2 separate regions of the Mus musculus genome follow, and region 2 is linked to region 1. A link is a contact called in public HiChIP or PLAC-seq data. All regions are on one chromosome and are shown on one strand. The core of a region is the stretch at or near the end of the contact, and the rest is flanking DNA. Distances in the headings are between cores, read along the strand shown. Region 1 has its middle 68 kb from the start of Gm30354. Region 2 has its middle 22 kb from the start of Tmsb4x.

Region 1 (5,571 bases), core at 1,478-3,977:
GTTGCTTTTTTTTCCCTGTGCTTGGAATAGTTCAAACCATTTAAATAGCTAGGGGTGTAGGTCATGTTCATTTTCTACAGCTATAACAGAGTGTCTGAGATTGAGTAAGTTACAAAGGGCATAGGTTGATTTCAGATCATGGTTTAAAAGACAAGGCCTTCCAAGAACATAGTGCCAGCATTTTTGGTGGCTGCTGCTAAGGCATTTGCAGGGCTTCAACTCATGGCAGAAGTTGGAAAGTTAAGTGAGATGTAAAAAGAAAGAAAGAAGAATTGAACATCTTGAATACCAGTGATAGCTAACCTGTCCATTCAAGAAAGGCGTTGCTCTATTCATGAGACCATGGATCCCACTTGTCAAAGCTGACATATTGAGGAATTAAAATTCTAAGACATGCACATTTAGGGGGCACATGCAGGCTAATATTGAAAGTGGGAACAGAAGAGTAAAGAAAATCCCCAAATGACTCAATGTCAGTGGAATTTCTTCTTCTTCTTCTTCTTCTTCTTCTTCTTCTTCTTCTTCTTCTTCTTCTTCTTCTTCTTCTTCTTCTTCTTCTTCTTCTTCTTTTAGCTTGAGACGCGTTATCATGTCTCCTAAACTGACCTTAAGCCAGTTAAATGGCTTAGAAGGACCTTGAACTCCTGATCTGGCCTACAGCTCCCAAGTGCTGAGATTATATGCACGTGGCACCACACTGAGCTGAGATTTCTTATTTGTCTGCATGCTTTGGTAATTTTTCCCATAAACCATCAAGTCCCACTTTATCTTAGGCTGAAGTGGAGCTTTTCTTCCTCCGTGCTCACTTCTGGACCTATTTCCACATTTGTTTGGAAGAACACATTAGCGATCCTTAGATGCCAAATTTCGACTGCTCTGCAGGAGTCTCTTCAGAAATAAATTGCAGAGTTCCTATACGTTGGCATCTCTCCCACGCTCCATACACGCAGCCAGCCTATAATGCTTGACTGCTGAAGGAAGCCTTTTTCATTCAAGGGCAAAGACCTGGTTTTCTGGCAGTGCCAACTGTGACAATTGCCAAGAACATATGTCCTCTACTTTCCATACACATTTTGGCTTCTGGAAACTTCATTTCTTTGCAGAAGTTATTGAAGATGTTTATGTACTGTGGCTGCTAAAGATGATTAAAAATTCAACTTTACTATTTTAATTATTAATTCTATTATGCCCTAAATATTTTCTTGGTTATTCTTCTATTATATTGGATTGTATTTAAGCTAAAATTCACATATAATGAAACATACAAATCTTAGATAACTATTTAATATCTAATACATTTTGATGGTGCTTATCACACAATCTTAACCCAAACTCCTATGAAAATAGATTTTTTACCTTCATTCTACAAAGTTTTCTCTTGACCCTTTCTTCCCAGCCCCAGCTCCTAACTTCACTTTCCTTTTTACAGGTAATTAGCACTTGATTTTACCCCTATTTTGTTGAAATTTGACATATCTGGAAGGGAATAAGCAAGTATCTCAAAGTTCATATTCAATAGAGACTTGACATGTGGGATTACCCAAAGGGGCTCTCTGCTCTGACTTAGACTGGAAACCCAATTCTCACAAGTGGGGTGAGACTGAAATCCGTTTTCCCCAAAGTTGCTTCTGCATCCATTGGCATAACAACCTTGGTGGTATATTCAGGAGACTTCACTGCTTAATATTTGGGGGAGGGTACCTTATTAACAAAGCCAAGACAGAAAAGTTTTACATCTACCAGATAAGAACTTTCAATTTTTATGTTCATGTTTTATATCAAAAGGCTGCACAAGGGGATCAGACGTTCAGCCTACCTCCAGCTTGGACTGGCCGCAACCTTGGATAAATTACTTCCTATCCCTGAACTTTCAGCTGTCAAACGAACCCCACTATATTGATTTCCACTACAATGGATGGTATAAATCTGGCGGCTGGTATTTAGGATGATGGCTTGTTTATGATTTTCTCAGCCTTCTTCAGGCCCAAGGAAAGAAAGCGATCCTGGTCTATGAAGTCTAATGAAATGAAATCAAACTCTGTATATCACATGGAAGATTGGTCAAAGAGCAAGTTCTGTGACCAAAGTAGCCTTGCGTCTATGTCCTTATGCGCTTCTTCACAAGGGAATGATGGGCTTACTAGGATCCTCCAGAATTTTTATTTATCAGCACATAAATCTTCTTACTTAGGTTTCCTACCTAGTTATTCTTTCATTTTTCCTGTTCATAAATAGGCAGTGCTGCCCCACCCCCACCCCCAGCTTCGCTGAAGTTGCTTCTGTGTTTTGTTCATTAGAACACGCAGGAAGGATTCTGTTTTATTTCTTTCATACAATAAAATAGCTACAAATGCTAATGACTCCAAAACGGCACTTTTGTTCCCAAAGAATCACATGCCAGAACATTGAGGGGGCTGACTTCTGTGGTGGGAACTCAGCGGCACCATTTGTTCTGACAGGAAGCAGCAGCTCTCTCGTCCCTGCGCACAAGGCATTCTCCTTGCTGATTTCTTTTCTTCCCTCGCTGAAAGTCTAGACCCTGTGGGGTCTTTGTTCTTATGCTTTTTCTTACTCCTGTCCTGCCCGCAAAGGGGCAAGTAGAACCTCAGCATGAGTAGGAAGCAGAAGCAATGAGCAGATCAAGCAAGCAAATGAGGAGGTCAGAAACCCTGGGGACTGAACCTAAGCTCTCATAGAGGCTGGGCAAGGAAGGGCCTGATACGGACACGGAACTGAATCTGCATCTGTCGAAATCTTTTCTCTCTTCTCGGGCTGAACTGGGTGGCAAGTCCATTTTGAATGTGAGGTTTCTGTGATTGGTACCTCACTGTATTCTTCAAACTTGTGTGTGGGTAGGGTTGTTCCTTCTGGCTTGAAATAGAAAATTACCTGCTGTTCGCGAGCCTGGAATTTGAGAGAGTAGGGTCTTCCTAAGAGGATCCAGGGAGTTAAGCGTGGAGTGTCTGCTGTGGCACTAAAGCCATGGCTAGCCTTACCTGGAATGAGCTAGGCAACGAGTCACTGTGTGTCCAAGAAATTTCTCTCTACTTACAATGTGTCTTTTGTTACAGTGACACATGCACTTCAGACATGGAGGGCTTATGAAGATGCAGGTTCAGACCACACAGGGCAAAGTTGGGGCCTGAAACTGCATTTCTCATAAGCTCCAAGCCTATGAGGAGGCCTGCAGCTCCAAAGCGCACAGTCTGTGGCCAGGTATGGGTTTATAAAATCTCATGGAATTCTCACATAATCAGATGAAGCTAGAATGATCTCAAGGTGAAGAAGGAAGCTGGGAGCTGTCAGGAGAATGCTGATGTTCCCTAGCTAGCGAGTGTCAGAACTAGCTTTCTATTGCTGGGATAATTATCATGAGCAAAAGCAGCCTAGGGAGGAAAGGGGTCGACTCATCTTACAGCTCACAGTTCACACTCCCTCCATCACTGAGACAAGTAGGACAGGAACTCCAGGCAGGAACTTGAACAAGGACCATGGAGAAACATTGCTGCTGGCTTGCTCCTTGTGGCTTGCTCAGCTTTCTTTCTTTCTTTCTTTCTTTCTTTCTTTCTTTCTTTCTTTCTTTCTTTCTTTCTTTCTTTCTTTCTTTCTTTCTTTCCTTCTTTCTTTCTTTCTTTCTTTCCTTCTTCCTTCCTTCCTTTCTTTCTTTTCTTCTTTCTTTCTTTCTTTCTTCCTTTCTCTTTCTCTCTTCCTTCCTTTATTTTTCCTTCTTTACTTTTTTATTATATTTTATTATTTAAAACATTTTATTAATTTAAATATATTTTAATCATATTCTTCTCCACCTCAGTCCTTCCAGATCACTCCCCTCCCTACCCACTCATCTTTAAATCCTTCCTAAAAAGAAAACCAAGCAAGACCCCAATATAACATGACCCCCAAAAGCAATGAAACAAAATAAAACAACATTCAATATAAAACAAAAAGACCCACCAAACTATAACCAAATAAAAACATACACACAAAATCTCAAAGTCCATTATATGTAGATCAACTACTGAGAATGGGGCCTATCCTGGAGTATTTGATATACCCAGTGTCACTCCATTGGAGAAAATGGATTTTCCCCTCTCCCAGTAGGTATAAGTGATAGGTCAATTGTTAACCTTTACCCTAATGGCTAGGTTTTCATTCATTCATTCATTCATTTAATATTCACTTTAAAATAAATAACAAAATAAAATATAATAAGATAAAGCAACATTCGTAGTTATCAGGGAAATGCAAGCCAAAATGACACTGAGATTCCACCTTACACCAAACAGAATGGCTAAGATCAAAAACTCAAAGTACAGAACATGCTGGCAAGGATGTGGAGAAAGAGGAATACTCATCCATTTTTGATAGGACTGCAAATTGGTATAACCACTTTGGAAATCTGTCTTAGTTAGGGTTTTACTGCTGTGAACAGATACCATGACCAAGGCAAGTCTTATAAAAAACAACATTTAACTGGGGCTAGCTTACAGGTTCAGAGGTTCAGTCCATTATCATCAAGGTGGGAGTATTGCAGCATCCAGGCTGTCATGTTGCAGGAAGAGCTGAGAGTTCTATGTCTTCATCCAAAGGCTGCTAGTGGAAGACTGACTTTCAGGTAACTGGGGTGAAAGTCTTAAGCCCACACCCACAGGGACACACCTACTCCAACCAGGTCACACCTATTCCAACAAGGCCACACCTCCAAATGGTGCCACTCCCTGGTCCAAGAATATACAAGCCATCACAAAATCCAATCAGAATATTGTAAGTAGTTCTCCCTGAAGACTCAGGTATACCACTCTTGGGCATATACCCAAAAGATGCTCCACCAAATCACAAGGACACATACTCCACCATGTTCATAGCAGTCTTATTTATAATAGCCAGGAACTGGAAGCAACCTAGATGTCCCTCAACTGGAAAATGTATACAGAAAATGTGGTTCATTTACACAATGAAATACTATACAGCTATTAAAATGAGGACATCATGAATTTTGCAGGCAAATGGATGGAGGCTAGAAAATATCATCCTGAGTGAGGTAACCCAGGCACAAAAGTATATGAATGGTATGTACTCACTGATAAGTGGATATCAGCCAAAAAGTACAGAATACCCGTGATATATCCCACAGACACAAAGAAGTTAAGCAGAAGGAAGGCCGAAGTAAGGATGCTTCAATCACACTTGGGGGGCAGGGGGATGGCCATAGGAGACAGAGGGGGAGAGAGGGAGGGAACTAGGTGGGGGAGCATAGGGGGATGGGAATGGGGGTAGGATCAGGTGTGAGGAGAGACATAATGGCCCAGAGTACCAGGAGAATGAATGGAATTCTGCAGTTGTCAGGTGTGGGGGTGAGGGTAATGTCTAGGAAGTTCCAGAAGCCTGGGATAGGGGAGGCTCCCAAAGTCAATATGGGTGAGATTAGCTGAGATGCAAAACAGTGGGGACATGGAAGTGGCCATATCCTGTAGCCAGGAAGAGCCCCCACTGGAAGGATAAGAACACCAACCTATCCACAAAACTTTTGACCCAAAATTTGTCCTGTCTAAAAGAAATGCATGGACAAAAATG
Region 2 (6,395 bases), core at 665-3,164, 280 kb after region 1:
AAAAAAGGGAGACCCCCGGGGGAAGAGATACCATCTCCTCTCCCAAGCTCTGATCCATACTTCCGGGTTCCTTCTGCTTCCCTGCTTTGTACTGTTGGACAACATGGAGGATGAACGGAAGCCCGTGAGCTCCAAGTCCTTAGCCTTGCTCTGCTGCTGATTGGGTTCATGTCGCCAAGCGTTCCCAAGAGCCCACTATGTGGCAGGCAATGTGCCAACAGGACAACTTGCTTCCTTTCCTTATGATCTCTTATAGGCCATTTGATTGCCATTTAATAACATAAAAAAAAATACACTCCATTTTGTGTGTTTTCAATGAGCACTGAGAACCATCGAGCAGGCCTCCCACGCCAAGACTGTGGAAAGTCTTCGGAGGTGATAACCGGTCCTGGTTGTTGTCATTTGTATCGATTTGTTTTGCCCCTCCTGGTGGGCTGGGTCTCCTCAATGGTAGGTCAAAGACTTTACATTGGTTTGTGTCTTTTGGGAACAGCAACATTGGCCCACAATCAATGATGCTTTTTGAAAACAAAGCACCCAACTGAACTGGGCTTGCAGGACCTGGCCCCTGAATGATGACGAGCAGACTCATTCATTTAGAGGGCTTCTTTTAAACACAGGTGCAGGCATGGGGCTGCTGCTCCCTTTGGGTGGCCTCAGGTTTCTCATATTTGGCCAGAGTCTTTGCGGCAGCGTGGAAAGACTTTGATTGAGCTCTACTTTCTAGGCTTTTAGGGCAGTCATAAGGTTTGGACCCAACCTGGCATTCATGGTATATTCCATCCATCTTGGGGAAAATATATATATATGTATATATATGTACACACACACACACACACACACACACACACACACACGATAGTAATGTGATAGTTTGATATAGAGATACTGCTGAATGTAACCATTGTTCAAGGTCAATGTAGTAAACCTGGAGGATAGGATAATGACTATATTTCTACTCTGCTCACTGTCTGCTAGAGGCTAATCAAAATATCTCGTCTTCCCCTCAGAAGCAGATGGCATGATGATTGAGATTATGCATGCTTAATGTAGGAAGCTTTGCTACCTACATGCCCCAAATCATGGACATACTGGCAAATAGGAGCTGGGATTTGAACCTGGCAGCTGTGTTTGTGATGTTCTTCACCCCTGTCTCCTATCTGGTTTGAGAGACATATCTTGGAGCTGTTTGCAAAGTTTATTTTCTCTCTGATTTTGTTTCTCTTAATTTCACTGTGTGTTTGCACCAGCATTTTCCATTGTTATTGTTATTATGTGACATAATTATATGTAAGGAACAGAGGCAGAGAGCTGACTATTTCTCTGAAAATCAAAAGGGGATATTTGGGGGGAAAACCAAATTGAGAAATGGCTGAGTTTATGGCCACTAACATCTGTTCTTCTAAGGAACTTTAATTGGTGTTGTGTATGATGTGTTTGTATGCATGTATTGTTTTGTTTTGTTCTGTTTTTTTGTGGGTTTTGTTTTATTTTGTTTTGTTGGTTTGTTTGTATGTTTTTCTTTTGTTTGTTTTCTTCCCAAAGACTTTTTACTTCCTGGAGATTGGAACTGCCATTGCTGTGTAAAAGACATAGCCTGTACATCATCTGTGATACCAGAGACAGGCTTAATGTCCTCCCAAACACAAATGCAAGCCAGCAGTATCCATGATAAATGTTCTTTCCTCCCTGACCCGCTATAATTCGGAGAGTGGCCAAGGTCATTTTCATGTCATTTTCCTGCCAACCTCGACTCCTGAAAGGCTTTTTAATAACTGACTCCAAAGAGCCTTTGCTCTAACTAGTTCTGCTCTACACTGCCCCCTAGCGCTACATCCATGACCTGTGCCTAGGCCACTCCCTGCTTCTGAACTTGCCAGCCCTTCTTGCCCCCAGAAGCATGACAAAGAAGAACTTCTGGTGCTACTGGTTGCACCCAGTCCTATCTGCCAGCATTTCTACTTCCTCCAAGTAAGCAACACTTCAGCCAGGCGGGTTTAGAGTTCCTTCCTCCTAATTCCTCCACATAGTTCCATTTCCGCATTGTTCTTTAGTCCAGGGGTGCATAACCCTACTTTCAACTTCCCAAATGTTTCCCAAGCAGCCATATGTCATGAGTATTAATGTCATGAGTAGAAATCTGGAGCCAGACGTCTGGGTAGATGTGCTCATTCTGCCCAGGAATGGTTTCCTAAGTGTGCCGCCACACAGTGGCTTAGAGCTCAAGCTTAGGCTCTAGGTTTGGTATAACATTGAGCTGACACTATGTTGATATTCTTTAAAAAAAAACTGATACTATGTATTAGCTTAATATTTTTCAGGAAATTCAATATATGTAAAATTCATGTTAAATTCACAGCTCATACCATATAAGGAATAAACTCCAGCATAGAACAACAAGGAAGAGGAGGCAGAAAGAATGTAAGAGCCAGAGGGCAGGGAGGAGTGCCTCAAAACACTTCCCTCCGGGAGTGACAGGGTGAGTCATTCATGAGCTCACAGCAGCTGTGCTTACCTGCATGGGGCCTGCACAAGAGCAGGCCAGACAACATTCTACTGTAGATAGGGTCCATGAGCTCTAGGCCCTACTTCTTAGTGGCAGTGGATAGCTGCTGGAGGAGGGAGATTCATTCATTTTAAGGATGTGGCCACATGAAGCTTTCCCATACTGTAGTGGATGACCCAGACCCATACATGTGGGCATCACTAACTGATCTTGGAAAGTTATTTTAAAAATTATGGAAGTAGGAAGATCAATTGAGGAGAATAAGGGGGAATTTGGAGGGGGAAATGGGCCTAAATGTGATATTTCACTATACACATATATAGCATTTTTAAGAATAAAGGAAATGTAGAAATTCATTGCAGACATAAACATAAAATCACAAAAGTTGTAGAAATGAACAGAAGAGAAAATGATTCTGTTTTTCGTGGGAAGAATTAGAATAATGTTCTTGTTTTTGACACAGGGTTGCTCTATTTAGTCAAGATTAGCCTGGAACTGCTGATCTCCCTGACAGCCCCCCCCCCAAATACTGGGATTACAGGCATATAACACGCCATCTTGCTAGCGAGTATTTCTTAAATGTGCCACTGAAGTCATACCCCATAAAAGAAAGCATTGACAAGTTCAATTTTGAAACCAATTGCTTCTGCTCCGAAAAAAAAAAAAATGGTAAGAAAATGTAAAGATATGGAGTAAAGAATATAAGTGTGTATTGAGAATTTACCCAAAATGTGTTCAAGAGAATGAAAGTATACAACCCTCACTGGGCACAGTGCTGTATGCCTGTATGTTTAGCATTTATGACACTGAGGCAGTTAGGAGTATTATGTGTCCAAGGATAGCTTGGGCTACATAAAGAGATACTCTCAAGAACAATAATGTAGGTCAAGTAATAAAGACAAATAAAAAATTGAAAAGATAATTTACAAAACAACTTCCAAAAGCTGTATTTTTGGTACACAGCAAAGCTGCAAAGAAGCTTAGGTACCGTTCGACACACACACAAAAATGAAGCTGCGGCTGCCATTTTGAAATTCTGGGGTTGCAGGGGGAGGGGCACTGCCAGAGCAGGACTAGTCACATTGGAAGTGGTTACTAAATAAAACCTACTATCACCCCTGTTTTGTTGTTTTGCTGTATTCGACAGGGTGTCCATGTATAATCCAGGCAACATTCAGCCTCCCAATTGGGAGAATTTAGAGGTATAAGCCACCAGGCCTGGCGTGTCACCCTAGCAGCAGGAAGCAGAAACTCAGTGAGTTGATTGTGCCCTACAGCTGTCACATGACAGACACAGAGCAACGCGACTCACTTTCACTTCCCGTGAGAATGAATGTGAACTGTCCCAGTGGCCCTGCCCCTTCTTAGCAGCACGTGGGAACAACTGGTGGCCACGTATTCTGTGGCAGGACTAAAAAGCCTGCTCGAACACCTATTGTTTCTTTTCCCTATGTCTTAGAAGTAAGCTGAGCACAGGTTTTGTCACATTAGATAAATGAGAAAAGTAAGGAAGTAAGCAACTTGTCTAAAGGCCAGATCCAGGTAGGAGCTTTACAGAAACAAAGATGCCTGCAGCACCGTCCATGTCTCTTTGCATTCCGACATCCACTTCTCCCTTCCTGCAGAAAAATGCTAACAAACGCATAGCTGGTCTCTGTGGGGAGGGCTGCTTCCGCCAGACAGTCTTGCTTTTCCCTGCAGATCCCAGGATGCCTTGCAGGAAGGGCTGCAGTAGCCCCCTACCCTCCCCAAAAGAAATGATTTCGTGTTCTTCTGCTTTAAGAGGTCGGCACTGGAGGCCCTGCCTCACTGTTGCTAATGTCAGCTTCCAGTCACCCCTTCATTTATTCCATAAGCATACATTCCAAATCTAGTAATTTTGCTGTGAGCTTGAGAAGGAGGAAGTGCGAAGGTGGAGAGAGATGAAAAAAAAAAAAAAAGACCTACAAAGGTATTCATTTTATCCGTAGGGATTATGGAAAAGACTGAAAAGTGTTCAGAGAGTCGCAATCACAGAAGTGCTGAAAGCCAGGTATGGGAGCCAAGGAAGGCAGCAAAAGCCGAGCTTGGGCAAGAAAGAGACTGTCCTCTCACGAGGGGGCACGTGCGCTGAGAAAATTGGCAAGCACTGCAAAGGGCTTCTCCCCACCCCACAAGTCAGTCACTGTCACTTCTCAGCGCACCTCAGGTTTAGCCCTCCTTTAAGAAAAGCCTCAGGAATGTTTTTTCTTCCTTGATAGTAGAGGTGAACAAAGTGAAGCTTTGAGGCGGTGACGAGCTCTGTAAATAAGCTCACCCAGCTTTTGAGCGGGGCGGCCAGGCCATGTTGTCAGCTCAGTGTATTGGCAACTAGCTTTGGGCTCCTTCTCCCACACCCTCACAGTCATGCCCGACTCTTCCACCTCTAAGGGCTACAGTTAGTCTAACTACCCAAGAGAACTGTTGGACTTAACAGCAAGTTCAACTACAGCCGCCACATTATTAGTAGTGGAGGGGCAATGGCGCTGTCATTGTGGCCAGAGGCTCACCTGGGTCACTGCTGAGCTAAATGGAGCGTGAAGTCCAGGCAGAGCATGAAGAACCACGGATTCTCCACCTGCAGCTGTAGAGGGTTAAAGAGCTTGGATGTAAACAAATGGCCAGGTCCTACAAAAGTACCACCACCACGGACTTCCTCTTAGATGACCTGCAGATATTTAAAGACAAGCCAGACACAAGTGCTTCTTTCAGAAAGGGACAAAGCAAATAATCAAGTTGACCTTTTGGGAACAGTGTTAATTGTGGCAGTTTAGGAGGAGGCAGAAATCAACTTTGTATAGTAATAGGCCTTCTATTCTTCTACCCTTGCCTCATTAAGGTTTGCATATTATTTTAAATGTGCCCGAGGTGTAAAGAGTCTAAAGTGGTTAAAGGGTGAGGTGATTTAATGAACCCAGGAACCAATCCAGAAGGCCTGGAACCACTCTGGGCCTTTTAAGAACTCCATCCATCCCAGGGGGAGAACTAATATCAAGTGAGTGACTTAAAGCTCCACAAAGCCTGGCTTGGCTTAGGGACTGAGTTTCATGGAGCCCAGGTGAGAGTCATTCCTGTACCGTGAATTCACCTAACCCTTGCTCTGCACTTCCATTTCTTAGGCACTCTAGGTGTGCTGGAGCAAAGCAGTGTGCTGTATCCAGATACCTTGGGGGCCCTGGCTTCACAGTGAGGCCCCAGGGTTCCAGGTGGGTGTTGCAGAGAACAAAGGTTCCCCACACTAAGAAAACCAGTTCTCCCAGCCTCCCAGCCGCAGCAAGTGACATCACTGGGAGCCAATAGAAAATTTGCACTGGAGTTTACTTGTTAAGGTCTGAATTGGATCCACGTAGACGGCTTATCTGACTGTGTAGGGCGAGGTTCCCGAACACTACCCTGTTTAGGAGTGCTCTCTGATACAGTGGGAATGTGGCTTTTAACCTTTTTTTTTTTTTTTTCCTGGCAGATTTCAGGCAGGTGAGGGGCCAGGTTTCAAAATCAACAATGAAGATACCACACCCTGAACGCCTGGCTAGCCCAAAGCTAGAGCACTAGGCGGACCTTTACTGCCATCTGCTGGCAGTCCTTGGTATCGATTCATAAGAGTGGCTAGGTTCCTCTGAAAAACAAAGCCTGACTAAGTTAGGCTCCTTATTTTACCTTAGTCTCCGTAGACAAATTGAGCTCCTTCAACTATATCAAAATGAGGTAGCCATGAGAGAAAGACACTCCTGATCTGATCTGATGGCAGTGTACCTTGTCTTTGGTCTTTTTGTTTGACTCAGGATGGCCTTTTTACCTTACTCTGACGATGACCTTGAGCTCTTGATCCTCCTGCCTCTACCTCCACCCCTTGCTGCCAAGTGCTGGTATG

The links. HiChIP or PLAC-seq counts read pairs in DNA pulled down with a chosen protein or histone mark.
Region 2: an H3K27ac HiChIP or PLAC-seq map of microglia shows a contact between it and region 1, with 6 times the contacts expected there. The contact joins two enhancer-like sites. A contact is called at or near these places in 2 of 15 datasets of contacts at CTCF or cohesin (the NIH/3T3 cell line and large pre-B cells), 1 of 484 Hi-C or Micro-C datasets (nephron progenitors), 4 of 115 datasets of contacts at active chromatin or transcription factors (bone marrow-derived dendritic cells, embryonic stem cells and microglia) and 2 of 9 other capture datasets (bone marrow-derived macrophages and embryonic stem cells).

Annotation. Positions count from the first base shown.
Region 1 is chrX:166,950,279-166,955,849 of GRCm38.p6, forward strand. No RefSeq gene overlaps it. Among named protein-coding and RNA genes, the nearest start is that of Gm30354, 68 kb to the left of the region's middle. Within about 2 kb of position 2,728, at least 41 of the 459 cell types and tissues checked have an H3K27ac peak or open chromatin away from gene starts, as enhancers often do. A contact at or near this core is called in microglia, where this site is marked.
Region 2 is chrX:167,227,532-167,233,926 of GRCm38.p6, forward strand. No RefSeq gene overlaps it. Among named protein-coding and RNA genes, the nearest start is that of Tmsb4x, 22 kb to the left of the region's middle. Within about 2 kb of position 1,915, at least 76 of the 459 cell types and tissues checked have an H3K27ac peak or open chromatin away from gene starts, as enhancers often do. A contact at or near this core is called in microglia, where this site is marked.